2 separate regions of the Sus scrofa genome follow, and region 1 is linked to region 2. Evidence: chromatin contacts called from public Hi-C data. All regions are on one chromosome and are shown on one strand. Each heading gives the region's core, a stretch centred on a gene start, on an enhancer-like site or on the middle of the called end of the contact. The rest is flanking DNA. Distances are from core to core; before and after follow the strand shown. Region 1 overlaps CHMP4B (charged multivesicular body protein 4b). Region 2 holds the start of CHMP4B (charged multivesicular body protein 4b).

The links. Hi-C and Micro-C count contacts between places; a contact is called where the count stands out from the background.
Region 1: a contact with region 2 is called in a Hi-C map of alveolar macrophages, with 1.8 times the contacts expected there. The contact joins the enhancer-like site here to the promoter of CHMP4B in region 2. A contact is called at or near these places in 1 of 5 promoter capture datasets (liver), 9 of 47 Hi-C or Micro-C datasets (alveolar macrophages, blood, embryonic fibroblasts and 4 more) and 1 of 2 datasets of contacts at active chromatin or transcription factors (alveolar macrophages).

Annotation. Positions count from the first base shown.
Region 1 is chr17:37,328,655-37,335,037 of Sscrofa11.1, forward strand. CHMP4B (charged multivesicular body protein 4b) reads left to right here. Exons shown (of 5, transcript XM_003134402.6): 3 at 1,040-1,154; 4 at 2,160-2,286; 5 at 4,596-5,449. The coding sequence ends at 4,660. Among named protein-coding and RNA genes, the nearest start is that of CHMP4B, 46 kb to the left of the region's middle. Within about 2 kb of position 2,202, at least 3 of the 83 cell types and tissues checked have an H3K27ac peak or open chromatin away from gene starts, as enhancers often do. A contact at or near this core is called in alveolar macrophages, where this site is marked.
Region 2 is chr17:37,281,433-37,288,017 of Sscrofa11.1, forward strand. It overlaps CHMP4B (charged multivesicular body protein 4b), which reads left to right and starts at 3,990. Exons shown (of 5, transcript XM_003134402.6): 1 at 3,990-4,342. The coding sequence starts at 4,153.

The DNA of each region.
Region 1 (6,383 bases), core at 952-3,451, 45 kb after region 2:
ACGCACAGTTGTGTCCAATAATACATATTGTCTGTGGCTGCTTTTGTGGCACACAGCAGGGTTAAATTTTTGTGGCAGAGATTGTATGGCCCACAAATTCTAATTTATTACTTTTGGGAGTTCCCTGGTGACCTGGTGGGTTAAGGACCTGGTGTCATCACTGCTTTGTGGTGTGAGCTCAGTCCCTGGCCTGGGAACTTTCACATGCTGTGGGCATGGCCAAAAATAAAATAAAATTTAAAAAATATATATTTGCTATTTGGCCCTTTTATAGAAACAGTTTGCAGATCCCTGTTCTAGAAATGTAGGGTTTCCACATTCAAAAGTAACTTTCAGGATAACTGGAGTATCGGCTAAGGTTCATTGGACTGAGCGTCCTGAGTGAGGCCCACATTTGCTTCATTCCCATGTTCTCTGTGGTGCGTAGCACACAGCACATCTCAGTAAATACTGTGCACACTTTGAAGTATATGTGTATGTATTATATTGATTAATTGATTAATTAATGTTTATGTGATTGACAGTGTGTAGAAAATAATTCTGCATTGCTTCCTTTCCCTTTGGGGCCTGGTAGAGGAGCCATAAGTGGCCTGGTGTAGCTGGGACAGGTCTGTCAGGTCGTGTGGCTCTATCATATGATTTGTGATTGGACCTCCCCCCGTGCAGCATTGCCCTTGAGCTTCAATAAGAGCTATTGGCCCAGGAGCTCGAGTCCCATAGTCTCATCTAACATGTTTACTAGCTCGCCTGAGAGACTGTGACTATGGCACCTAACTTTGCTAATAAATAAGCCTCACTTCCTTAGGCTTATTTATTGGACCAGGTGATGTATAAGGAGGCGCCCATCCTCTTGAATCTATGATTCTCTATTTTAAAGAGCAGGAAGAAGACAGTAAAGATAAAAAGTTATTCCTCAGAGGGAGTAATTTCAGGGGTTGGGGCTGGGAAGCAGATTGCATGGGGCTGGGTTTCTGCTCCTGCCTCACAGACCGCTTTTACACAGGCTGATTGATATGACATTTGTCCATTTCGTTTAAAGGGACATCGATAAAGTTGATGAGTTAATGCAGGACATTGCTGACCAGCAAGAACTTGCAGAAGAGATTTCAACAGCTATTTCAAAACCTGTAGGGTTTGGAGAAGAGTTTGATGAGGTGAGTGGTTTCCTGCAGGTCACACAAGCTTTACAAATGATCGCTGGGCTGCCTTTGCGGTGCTGTTACAGCCGGTCATCCCTCCAGACTTGAACATAGAAAGGACGTGGCATTAACCCTCCCTAATTCTGGACTTTGAGGGCTGTCTCAGTGCTTGGGGGAGTTCGCATGAAGTAAAGGAACCTTTGTTGGAACCCTCAGCAGACTTTGGGTCGGCATTGGTTTCAACAAGTATTTACCTTACCCCTTTCCATGGGGGGCCCTGGGCTCCATGCTGGGGCCGCTGCAGTGAAGGTGCCCTGGAGAAGTTTACAGGATTCGCCCTCAGACCACTCCAATGAGAGACAAAGGTGAGACCAAGGAAGGAATGTTTACGTCTGACGCCTCCAGGTTCTGTCTGGGACTTGGCCACCTGCCGATTTCTGCTGTAGCAGTTGGAACCTGGAGTCTCTTAGGTTTTTAAAATACAGTTACAGGCCCTATTGAAGGTACCTCATTCTGCCTTAGAGTTGAGTCCACTGAAGGCCAGGCCCTCTCCGTCGGACCGGACTCTTGGGGCTCTCTGCTTCCTACGGTATAGCTGAGAAAACAGCCCGTGGCCTTTACCCTTGGCTCTAGCACCAAGGTTTTCATGTTTTCTGACTGGAGTTTGACAGACTAGACAGCATCATTTCAGTTGACCAGACAGTCCTGAACGTTCACTCAGTGCACCAGTTCTGAGATGAAAAAATCAGAGTGAAAAAAATACAATCGCTTTTTTCAAAAAAGGCTCATAGCCAAGTGCAGGACTGCCAATGTAGCCATCAGTAATTGCTCTGTAGTGTGCTGTGTTCACCAGTAGAAGTGTGTTGTTTGAGTCACAGAGTGGGGACCTGGATGGAGTTCATCTCCCCTCTGACCTTCTCAGAAGGGAGGTGTGTCCCTGGAGCCATCAGGTGAGAGGTACCACGGGAGAGGCTGTGACCCCAGGGATGTCTCTCTCACTTCTCTGTTTCCTTTTACCAGGATGAGCTCATGGCAGAATTAGAGGAACTAGAACAGGAGGAACTAGACAAGAATTTGCTGGAAATCAGTGGACCTGAAACAGTCCCTCTACCAAATGTTCCCTCTATAACCCTACCATCAAAACCCAGTGAGTACTTCTCATCAGCTACGATGCCACGTGGGGGGTAATTGTGTGGTTGGTTGGCCTCAGCCTGGGTCCTGAGTTGCCCACAGTTGAGAACCAGCTAGGATCTGTGTGACAGCCCTCAGAACAATGTCCCCTGCTCTTTCCTAGTTTCTTTAGAACAGGGTTTCTTTTTTTTTTTGTCTATTTGCTATTTCTTCGGGCCGCTCCTGCGGCATATGGAGGTTCCCAGGCTAGGGGACGAATCGGAGCTGTAGCCACAGGCCTACGCCAGAGCCACAGCAACGCGGGATCCGAGCCACATCTGCAACCTACACCACAGCTCACGGCAACGCCGGATGGTTAACCCACTGAGCAAGAGCAGGGACCAAACCCGCAACCTGGATCGTTAACCCACTGAGCAAGGGCAGGGACCAAACCCGCAACCTGGATCGTTAACCCACTGAGCAAGGGCAGGGACCGAACCCGCAACCTCATGGTTCCTAGTCGGATTCATTAACCACTGCGCCACGACGGGAACTCCAGAACAGGGTTTCTTAATCTTGGCACTATTGACATAACCAGATCATTCTTTTTTTTTTTTTTTTTTTTTTTTTTAAGGGCCACACCTGAGGCATATGAAGGTTCCCAGGCTAGTCGTCAAATCGGAGCTGCAGCTGCTGCCCTACCCCACAGCCACAGCAACACCAGATCCAAGCTGCTTCTGTGACCCACACCACAACTCTTGGCAACACAGGATTCTTTAACCTGCTGAGTAGGACCAGGGATCAAACCTGCTTTCTCTTGGATATTAGTCAGATTCTTAACCTGCTGAGCCACAATGGGAACTCCCAGACCATTCTTTGGGTGGGGACGGAGAAGGGAGCCTGTCCCCATGCACTGTGAATGTTTAGCAGAACCTAAGGCCTCTACTCACTAGACTCCAGTAGCACCCCTTCTCCAATTTTTCTTTTTGCTTTTTTTTTTAGGGCCGAACCTGAGGCTTATGGAAGTTCCCAGGCTAAGGGTTGAATTAGAGCTATAGCTGTTGGCCTACACTACAGCTATAGCAACGCCACATCTGAGCCACATTTGCAACGTATACCACAGCTCATGGCAAAGCTCATGGCAACACTGGATCCTTAACCCACTGAGTGAAGCCAGGGGTCGAACCTGAGTCTTTGTGGATACTAGTCGCGTTTGTTACTGCTGAGCCAAGACACATTTTCAGCATCAAAATAGAACCCCCAAGCTTTGACATTGAAAATTCCTCCAGATTTTGCCAGATGTCCTTAGAAAGTAATTTTAAGATTACTTTCCTTGTGCCACCAAACAAGAGGAAGTTCCAGGCACTTAGAGAAGGTGTGAGGAAGTGGAGGACAGCTCTTGCTTCCTGTCTGGTATCCTGTGCACACCTGTAAAAGCTGGGGCCTCAGAGGTAGCCACGGTGAAAAGAACATTGCTTTGTCTTTTTTTTTTTGGCCGCCCCGCGGCATGTGGAGTTCCAGGCCAGGGATCAGATCCAAGCTGCACTTGCTACCTAAGTCGAAGCTGCAGCAACATCAGATCCTTAACCCACTGTGCCAGGCGAGAGGTTGATCCTGTGTCCCATTGCTCCCAAGTTGTTGCTGATCCCGTTGGGCCACAGAAGGAACTCCTGCTTTGGCTTTTTTGAGACTTGCTTCTATGAAACCTTCGTTTCCTTTTTCCTGCACCCCTCCTGCCCCTAGTTATTTTACCCTTGAGTAGAAGTTCTCCACACAGAACTTCTTTCTTTAAGTCAAGCAGCTTGGCTTGGCATGGAGACAGAGCCCAGTGGGGCACAGTGTGACCAGGCTGCGTCACCTCAGTCTCCCCCAGATCACGGAGAAGTGGCTCTTCTAGTCGAGTGAGCTGCCCAGAATGGGGTGCAGGCAGAGCAGGTCCAGATGCCCCGCAGTGTATAGAGGAGGTGTAAGCCGGTGGAGGTGGCTGGCTGGCTGGGATGAGATCTCTCTTGGGGTTCTTCCCACTCTCCCCCACCTTGGATGCTCTGGGATTGAGGCCACGCATGGCTCCTGATGGACTCTCTGTAGAATCCTCCCTGCTTTGTTTGGCCTCAGAGTGGGGCGGGGAGGTGCTGTGGAAAGTGTGCCTGGTTATCTGGAGTTTAACGTTGCAGCTTTTAGGCACAGAGAAGCAGTCCGCTGATAGCCTGGCGGTGAGGCTGGCTGCAAGGGCGGGCTGTTTTGTAGACACCGCCGTGTAGCACAGCCCTGGCAGCCAGCCAGAACGTGTTGTGCACACCACAGCCAGCCCTCCTAAACTAAACGGCCTTTCCTCTTGTCACACAGCCAAGAAGAAGGAAGAAGAAGACGACGACATGAAGGAATTGGAGACCTGGGCTGGATCCATTTAACCGGTCCAGTGCGGGCTGGGCCCAGACAGACTCTGGTGGCCTGCGCGGCGGGCAGGCGTATGCGTGTGCGGGGCAGGCAGGACGCGGTGCAGGCAGGGTCCATCGCTCTCGAATCTCCCTCCAAAGCAGTAGGGCCGCATCACTGCTCACTCTGCATAGCATGGTCTGCACCCAGCGGGACGGGCGGGGGTGGGGTGGGGGGCGGGGGTGGGTGCCTGCTGTTTATAATGTTGAATTTCTGTAAAATAAACTGTATTTGCAAATCCAACACTGAGCTTCTGGACTACGCTAACTCCACTGCTGAACCTCAGTGGAAAGGGTCGACCATTTGCAGTTGAAATGATCTGAAAATGTAGCCTCTGTCCTTTTAAGTCAGCTGACTTTGTAAGACTTGTATGGTACTGGCAGAAAGTTGTTTTTTAAAAGCCATAGGCTTTTCCTTGTCCTTAGCTGTAATAATGCATCTGATTTTGGTTTCCTCGAGAGCTGTATTTCTGTCCATCGCCTGTGTACTGGCCCTGTGTTTACCACTCTGGCCCACTCCTCACTCCTACTCCCCTGGTCTTTTTGGAGTTTGTGACACTGGTTTGAAAGGGATGGTGGTCTCTTGAGAGCGTGTGAGATTGTTAGAGTGAAATTCCAGCTATATACGTTTTTCTAACATAGCTCTAAGGTCCTTGTTGCTGTTTGTGATAACTGATAGATAACTCATTGGAAACATGTGCATACATTTATATTCAGATGAAATTATGGTTTGCACTGTCTATTAAATATCTCGATTAATTTTCATACTTTGCCATTGTGTTTAATCGATCTGCTGTTTGCTTCGGGCGTTGACCCTTTCCGGGCCAGCACGGTGTCCAGTGGAGTCGGGGAAACGTGGAAGACTTGAACATGATGTGTATCAACAATTTTTTTTTTTTTTTTGTATTAACAATTTGAACCAAGAGCAGAGTGTGTCTTATTAGAGATGTGTTTTGGTTCCAGAAGCCATGAATCTGTGGCCCTCCCCTTGTTTGGGGACGCTCTGGGCACAGTTCAGGAGTGAGTTGGTTCTTGTATGGCTCCTCTCCATCAGTGTCCATGGGCAGTGCCAGCAGGACAGCAGCCCTCCACGTGTCGGAAACATTGCTGGGCCCTCTGAGTAGGCCCATCTGGTGCGCTGGTGCATTGAAGAAAATAGCCTTTCCCACGGCGAGGAAGTGGACGACAGTGACTGAGAATCTAGGACACGGGCTGCCCTCAGGTCAGCTGTGACTTGCCTGTGACTTTGACCCAGCCTCTTTCACTGTCTCTAGTTTTCTTTTTTCATTTTTATGGCTGCACGTGCAGCATATGGAAGTTCCTGGGCTGGGGCTCAATCAGAGCTGCAGCTCAGTCCTACAACCACAGCAACACTGGATGCTGGCCTACACCACAGCACCTCTGTGATCTAAGGTGCGTCTTGTGGCAATGCTGGATCCTTAACCCAAGGAGCAAGGCCAGGAATCAAACCTGCATCCTCATGGAGACTATGGTGAGTCCTTAACCTGCTGAGCCATACAGGAATTCCCTCTGGTTTCCTTTAGTCTTTCACTGCCTTGAGAATCTGATGGACACCGTGGACCTTCTCCTTTAGAAAAATGGATCTTTGTATGTTCATCCTTAATTCTGCAAATCGGCAGAATTGAGAGGATCCCTCTCCAGTGCCCATCCCCAAACCTCTTAAGATTAAAACCAACGC
Region 2 (6,585 bases), core at 2,740-5,239:
CCCCTAGCCTGGGAACTTCCATGGGGTGTGGATGTGGCCCTAAAAAGATCAAACAAACAAACAAAAAACGAAAGAAAGAAATTGTGTGGCGCAGTGGGTTAACAATCTGACTGCATTGGGATTTCCTGTCCTGGCGCAGAGGAAACGAATCCGGCTAGGAACCATGAGGTTGCAGGTTTGATCCCTGGCCTCGATCAGAGGGTTAAAGACCTGGCATTATTGTGAGCTGTGGTGTAGTCACAGATGAGGCTCGGATCCTGTGTTGCTGTGGCTGTGGTGTAGACCGGCAACTGTGGTTCTGATTAGACCCCTAGCCTGGGAACTTCCATATGCCGTGAGTACAGCCTTAAAAAAAAAAAAAAAAAAAAGTCAAGAATCTGACTGCATTGGCTTGAGTCACTGTGGAGGCACAGGTTCAATTCCTGGCCCAGTGCAGTGGGTTCAAGGATTCAACATTTTTGTAGCTGTGGCTTACATTCAGTCCCCGGCAGGGGAAATTCCATGGATTTGTTAGTAATATAGCAATTTGTAACTAATACAAGAGGAAACTGTATTTGAGAAACCATTTTTTTTTCTGGGTTTTTTTTTGGAAGTTCCCGGCCTAGGGGTTGAATCTGAGCTGCAGCTGCCAGCCACAGCCACAGCAATGCCAGACCCTTAACCCACTGAGTGAGGCCAGGAATTGAACCTGCATCCTCATGGATACTAGTCAGGTTCTTAACCTGCTGAGCCACAAGGTGAACTCCTTGACAGATTTTTAATGAAAGTTAAACTACCTGGCAGGGTATCTTTAACCATGTGACCTTGGGCAGTTTCTACTTCTGTGGGCTGCACCTGTGGCATATGGAGGTTCCCAGGCCAGGGGTCCAATTGGAGTTGTAGCTGCCGGCCTACACGAGAGCCACAGCAGTGCAGGATCCGAGCTGCATCTGCGACCTACACCACAGCTCACGGCAACGCAGGATCCCCATGTTGTGAGTATGAATCTCGGGAGCCCACGGACCAGGTGAGCAAGGCTAGGGATCAAACCCACATCCTCATGGATGCTAGTTGGGTTTGTTAACTGCTGAGCCACGGCGGGAACTCCCCAGGAGATGTTTTTAAATTGCAATATAATGTGTTTAGTTAAGCACATATGTATGTAAAGAGCACTGATCTTAAGTATAAACATATAAATTTGTTTACACCTATGTTAACATCCCTGGATCTTGACATAGAACATGTCAGCACCCTACAATGGTCATTCTGCCTGGTCTGTATTACCCTAGAAGGTAACTTCTATTGTGACTCTTATCACCATAGACTATAAATTAGTTTTGCCTGTTTTTCAACTTTGTATAAATAGAATCGTACAGGTTTTTGTGTCTGATTTCTTTCACTCCATATAACATCTGTGTGTCATCCACCCTGATGCAGGTAATGGTAGCTAGAAGCACTGGTGGTATAGTGGCTAGCATAGCTGCCTTCCAGGTAACGGTAGCTCATTCTTTTCACAGAGCTTTTTTTTGAGGGCCTATGGAAATTCCCAGGCTGAGGTGGGGGTGGGGGTTGAATTGGAGCTGCAGGTGCTGGCCTATACCATAGCTACAGCAAAGTCAGATCTGAACTGTGTCTGGGACTTACACTGCAGCTCACGGCAATGCTGGAGCCTTAACCCAAAAAGCATGGGCCAGGGATTGAACCTGTGTCCTCATGGATACTAGCTGGGTTTGTTACCACTGAGCCACAATGGGAACTCCTCACAGAGCTTTTTAATGAGCTAACACCAGTCTGTGTATTTTCCCAAGAAACCAGAAAAATGAAGGTCAAGGAAGCCTAGGGCTCTCCAGTGTTGAGCCAACACACCCTGTGAATCCCCACCAAAGCAGCCGAATCCTCAGCCAGGATGGCAGCTGCCTTGCCCGTGGGTCACCATCTCCTACCCCTCACGCTAGGCAGACATCATGAATTGATCTCAGCACACTTTTACAAGATGTCCTGGTGAGAACTCAGAATTCTTCTCAACCCAATAATCTAAGTGACCCACACCAACTGATTGGGGTTGATACTCAAGATTAAATCTGAGTGTCTGCTATTATATCCCGAAGATGTTTTTCTGGCCTCCCAGAGTTATGGCATGAGGGGCTCTGCTATCATCCATGGTTTACTCCACATCAATACAAGACTGGTTGTGAGGGAATCTGCCAGTTCGTATATTCTTTGGGGCACGGCCCAAACCCGGCAAGTGTTCCTGGCTGCAGCATGACTTAGGTAAGAGTGGAGGGGCAGATTACTTAGATGTGGAAGAGGTGCTGTATCCATGAGATGATTTGATGGAAGCCTCCTTGGTTTTATTTTTCATTTTGATAAAACATTGCAATGTCTCATTTATAAAACAAACACAAGTGTGACTTATGTGTCATAATTTATGCTGATGTGAATTCTTGACAGTTCTAGCACGTCTCTCACATAATTTCTTCCAACTGGAAAGTTGGGTGAAGTGGATTCTCCCATCCCCTGGGAATGGTTACCTGTCTGTGCAGGCAGGTGTTGTGGCAGATTCCAACAACAATGACAATATCTGAGGCATGTTTTTGTCTTCATGTAGATAATAATCTAGGGAAGAGACAAGACTCGGTTATGTGAAATAACAGAGGAAAAGTTCAGTTAGGCTCATTTATTTGAAACTGTTTCTAAGCAAGAGAGTCCAGGAAGGAATAAAAAAGAAGCCATGATTTTCTTCATTGAAGAGCACTTCACATCGTCACTCAGAACAGGTTTACTTTTTGTTTTCATACAAGACTAACATATGCAAAAGATTGGAAGTGGCAAATTAGATTGGTGGGCTTGGGGGAAGTATTGGCTATTACAGCCTCATTGCTAATGGATGGAGAAGTGATTCTTGACAGCAATAGACAAGGAAAAACAATGTCGTGTAATGCAGCTACATACACATGAAAATCCTAAATACCTCTGCTACTTTTGAAAATTCTGGAGTTCCTGTCGTGACTCAGCAGAAACGAATCTGACTAGTATCCATGAGGACGCGGGTCTGATCCCTGGCCTCACTCAGTGGGTTAAGGATCTAGCGTTGCCTCGAGCTGTGGTGTAGGTCGCAGACATGGCTGGGACCTGGCATTGCTGTGGCTGTGGTTTAGGCTGGCAGCTGCTGCTCCGAATCTACCACTAGCCTAGGAACCTACATGTGCCTCGGGTGAGGCCCTAGAAAGACAAAAAAAGACAAAAAAAAAAAAAAAAAAAAAAAAAAAAAAAAAGAAAAAAAGAAAGTTTTGAGTCTTCTCCTGGTTTAATTGCTGTTGTGCATAATGATGACCCAGGCCTATGCCAAATAAGCACTTGACATTCCTATCTCACACAGGCTTGTAGGTGGTCCTGTTGTTATCTCCAGTTTACAGTTTTGAAAAGGCAAGTACGGAGAATAGGGCAAGTAACGCGCCTAAGTAAGTATTCAAGGTGAGTTTTGAACATTTGCAGTCTAGCTTTGCCTTAAGCCTCTACTAGGTTTCGAAGAACCTGTTAGGTGAATAAAGAGTAGAAAGGCACTGCAGGTAGAGGAACAGCATATGCGAAGATACGTCTAAGTTAAGCTAATCAGTCCCTCAATTTCTGAGTCTTGGTTACTCACCTACAAAATTAACAGTATTATCTCTCATAGGCGTGTGAGAATTTAATGTAATAATGAATGTAAAGCATTTTTCACAATGCCTGGATCACAGAATGTGCATAACGTTAATTACTGTTTTATAAACTACTCATTTCCTGTTCTACCTCTACAGAGCTGGTTCCAAGAAGACTACATTTCCCAGCATGCCATCTCGCCCTTTGACTCTAGCTAGACCAAAAAAATGCGTCGTAGAGCTCCTGAAGCCGGAAGACTACAGTCTCCCAGCATGCAGCGCACCTCCTTCCATTAAATTTGAGGCATGGCCCGCGCGTTGCCCTTCGGGAGTTGTAGTCCACGGCGTGTTTCCCTGACGCCGGCCGGGCCGGGCGTGGGGGCCTGTGGGAGGTGGCTCGGCCGGGCCCAGCTGCGGGGCGGAGGTGGCGAAGAGGCCTGCGGCGGCAGGGAGCAGCAGGGCTGGGAGCAGGCGCCGGAACCGAGCCGAGCCGAGCCGAAGCGGGCGGCGCAGGCCGGCGCGGCGAGCAGCAACCATGTCGGTGTTTGGGAAGCTGTTCGGGGCTGGAGGGGGTAAGGCCGGCAAGGGCGGCCCGACCCCCCAGGAGGCCATCCAGAGACTGCGGGACACAGAGGAGATGCTAAGTAAGAAACAGGAATTCCTGGAGAAGAAGATCGAACAGGAACTGACGGCCGCCAAGAAGCACGGCACTAAAAACAAGCGCGGTGAGTTGGCCCGGCCCCCTCAGACTTCCCTGGCCTGGACTCCACCTTCGCCAGACTCGCGCTAGTGTTTGCTCGGATCCTGGACCTCTTACCCGGTCAGACTCCCTTCAGTGTCGCCCCCTGGACTTCTTCATTAGACTGTCATTCCAGCCCTCTTCTCCCAGGCTCTCCCCACTCTGCCAGGCCCTTTCAGACCCTCGTTTCACAGCACTTCCTTCGTCCTCACTCTGTTCCTTTCTCCTCCACATTTCCCCCTCCCTCTGGTCTGTCCTCACCCAGCTTCCCAGATACTGCCGCCGCCTCCTTCTTGTCTCCTTTCTGCCCTCCATTCTAACACTTGTGTCCTTCCTGTCCCACTCCTACCCTCTGCCAACCCCTCTGGGGAATCCATGAGCTGTCCCTGGCCTCTCTCCCCATCCCCCTGACTCAGAATTCTCCTTTAGAAGCCTCCTGAATGGAGAGAAAAAGGAACTGGGAGGAGAGGAGGTCCCCTGTTCACTTGCTGAATGAACTTGAGCAAGTTACTTTTCCTCTTGAGGTTCATTTCTCCCATCCATCAGCCAGGGTTTGACCTCCATGGGGCCTAAAGTGCCTTCCAGCTCTGTGATTCACCTCTGGTTTCCTCATAACCAGGTTTTATCAGAGTTTCACGTAGCGCAAGCCTTCACGCGGTGACTCACGGCTTCCTGATCCCGGTGTACCAGAAATAAGGATTCCATTCCTCCGTTGGCCCCGACTCCTCCCCCAGTCCCTACTTCTGTGATTGAGGGCGGGGATAAGGAACTCTGAGGCACTTCCTGTTGTATGGCTTTCTGGGCAAGTGCTTTGTATTCTTAGGTGAAAAAGTGTTAATAACGATAAAGCAGTTTAGAAATATTTGATTTTTCTCGTTGTTACGGCAATGTGAGAGTGAACCATAACATGACAACCCTCCCCCTGAGGAGGGGGAAAGTGAGAGGGGTTTAGGAGCTATACAAACAAGTAGGTAACTCAGAAGTCTGCAAGTTACAGGCTGTGTGACCTTGAGGTAGTGAATTTACCCTCGAAAGGAAAATCATGGATTTACAGTGCCCAGCACATAGTAGGAGTTAAATTGATGCTTTCTTCATTCTAACAGAAGAACAAAATAATAATCCATCCTGAGGATGCTCTTTTGTTGATAGTCAGTGGATACTCTGGAAGTTCTTTCGGGGGCTTACTGCATGCACTAAGTGAACAAAACACAGCTTCCACCCTAATGAGGGAGAAGACAGGAAAATGAATGAAAAAAATACTGCCTAGTGGTGAAAAGTGCTCAAAAAAAAAAAAAAAAATCTGATGGCGAGTGATGGGGTGGAAAGGGGTGCCACTTTAAAATAGAGTGGTTAGGGAGTTCTCGTCGTGGCGCAGTGGTTAACGAATCCGACTAGGAACCATGAGGTTTCGGGTTCGGTCCCTGCCCTTGCTCAGTGGGTTAACGATCTGGCGTTGCCATGAGCTGTGGTGTAGGTTGCAGACGCGGCTCGGATCCCTCGTTGCTGTGGCTCTGGCGTAGGCCGGTGGCTACAGCTCCGATTCGACCCATAGCCTGGGAACCTCCATATGCCGCAGAAGCGGCCCAAAGAAATAGCAAAAAGACAAAAAAAAAAAAAATAATAATAATAATAATAATAAAATAAAATAAAAATAGAGTGGTTGGGGAGTTCCCGTTCGTGGCTCAGTGGTTAACGAATCTGACTAGGAACCATGAGGTTGCAGGTTCGATCCCTGGCCTTGCTCAGTGGGTTAAGGATCTGGTGTTGCTGTGAGCTATGGTGTAGGTCACAGACTCGGCTCGGATCTGGCGTTGCTGTGTCTCTGGCTTAGGCCGGTGGCTACAGCTCTGATTAGACCCCTAGCCTAGGAACCTCCGTATGCCACGGGAGCAGCCCTAGAAAAGCCAAAAAAAAAAAAAAAAAAAAAAAAAAAAGAAAAAGACAAAAAAATATATATAAAAATAAAATAGAGTGGGAGTTCCCATCGTGGCTCAGTGGTTAATCTGACTAACATCCAAAAGGATGCAGGTTTGATCAGTGGGTTAAGGATCTGGCGTTGCCTTGAGCTGTGGTGTAGGTCACAGACTCGGCTTGGGTCCTGTGTTCCTGTGGCTGTGGTATAGGCCAGCAGCTGCAGCTCCAATTCAAACGCTAGCCTGGGAACCTCCATATGCCACAGGTGGGGCCCTAGAAACAAAAATAAAATAAAATAGAGTGATTGGGGAAGTC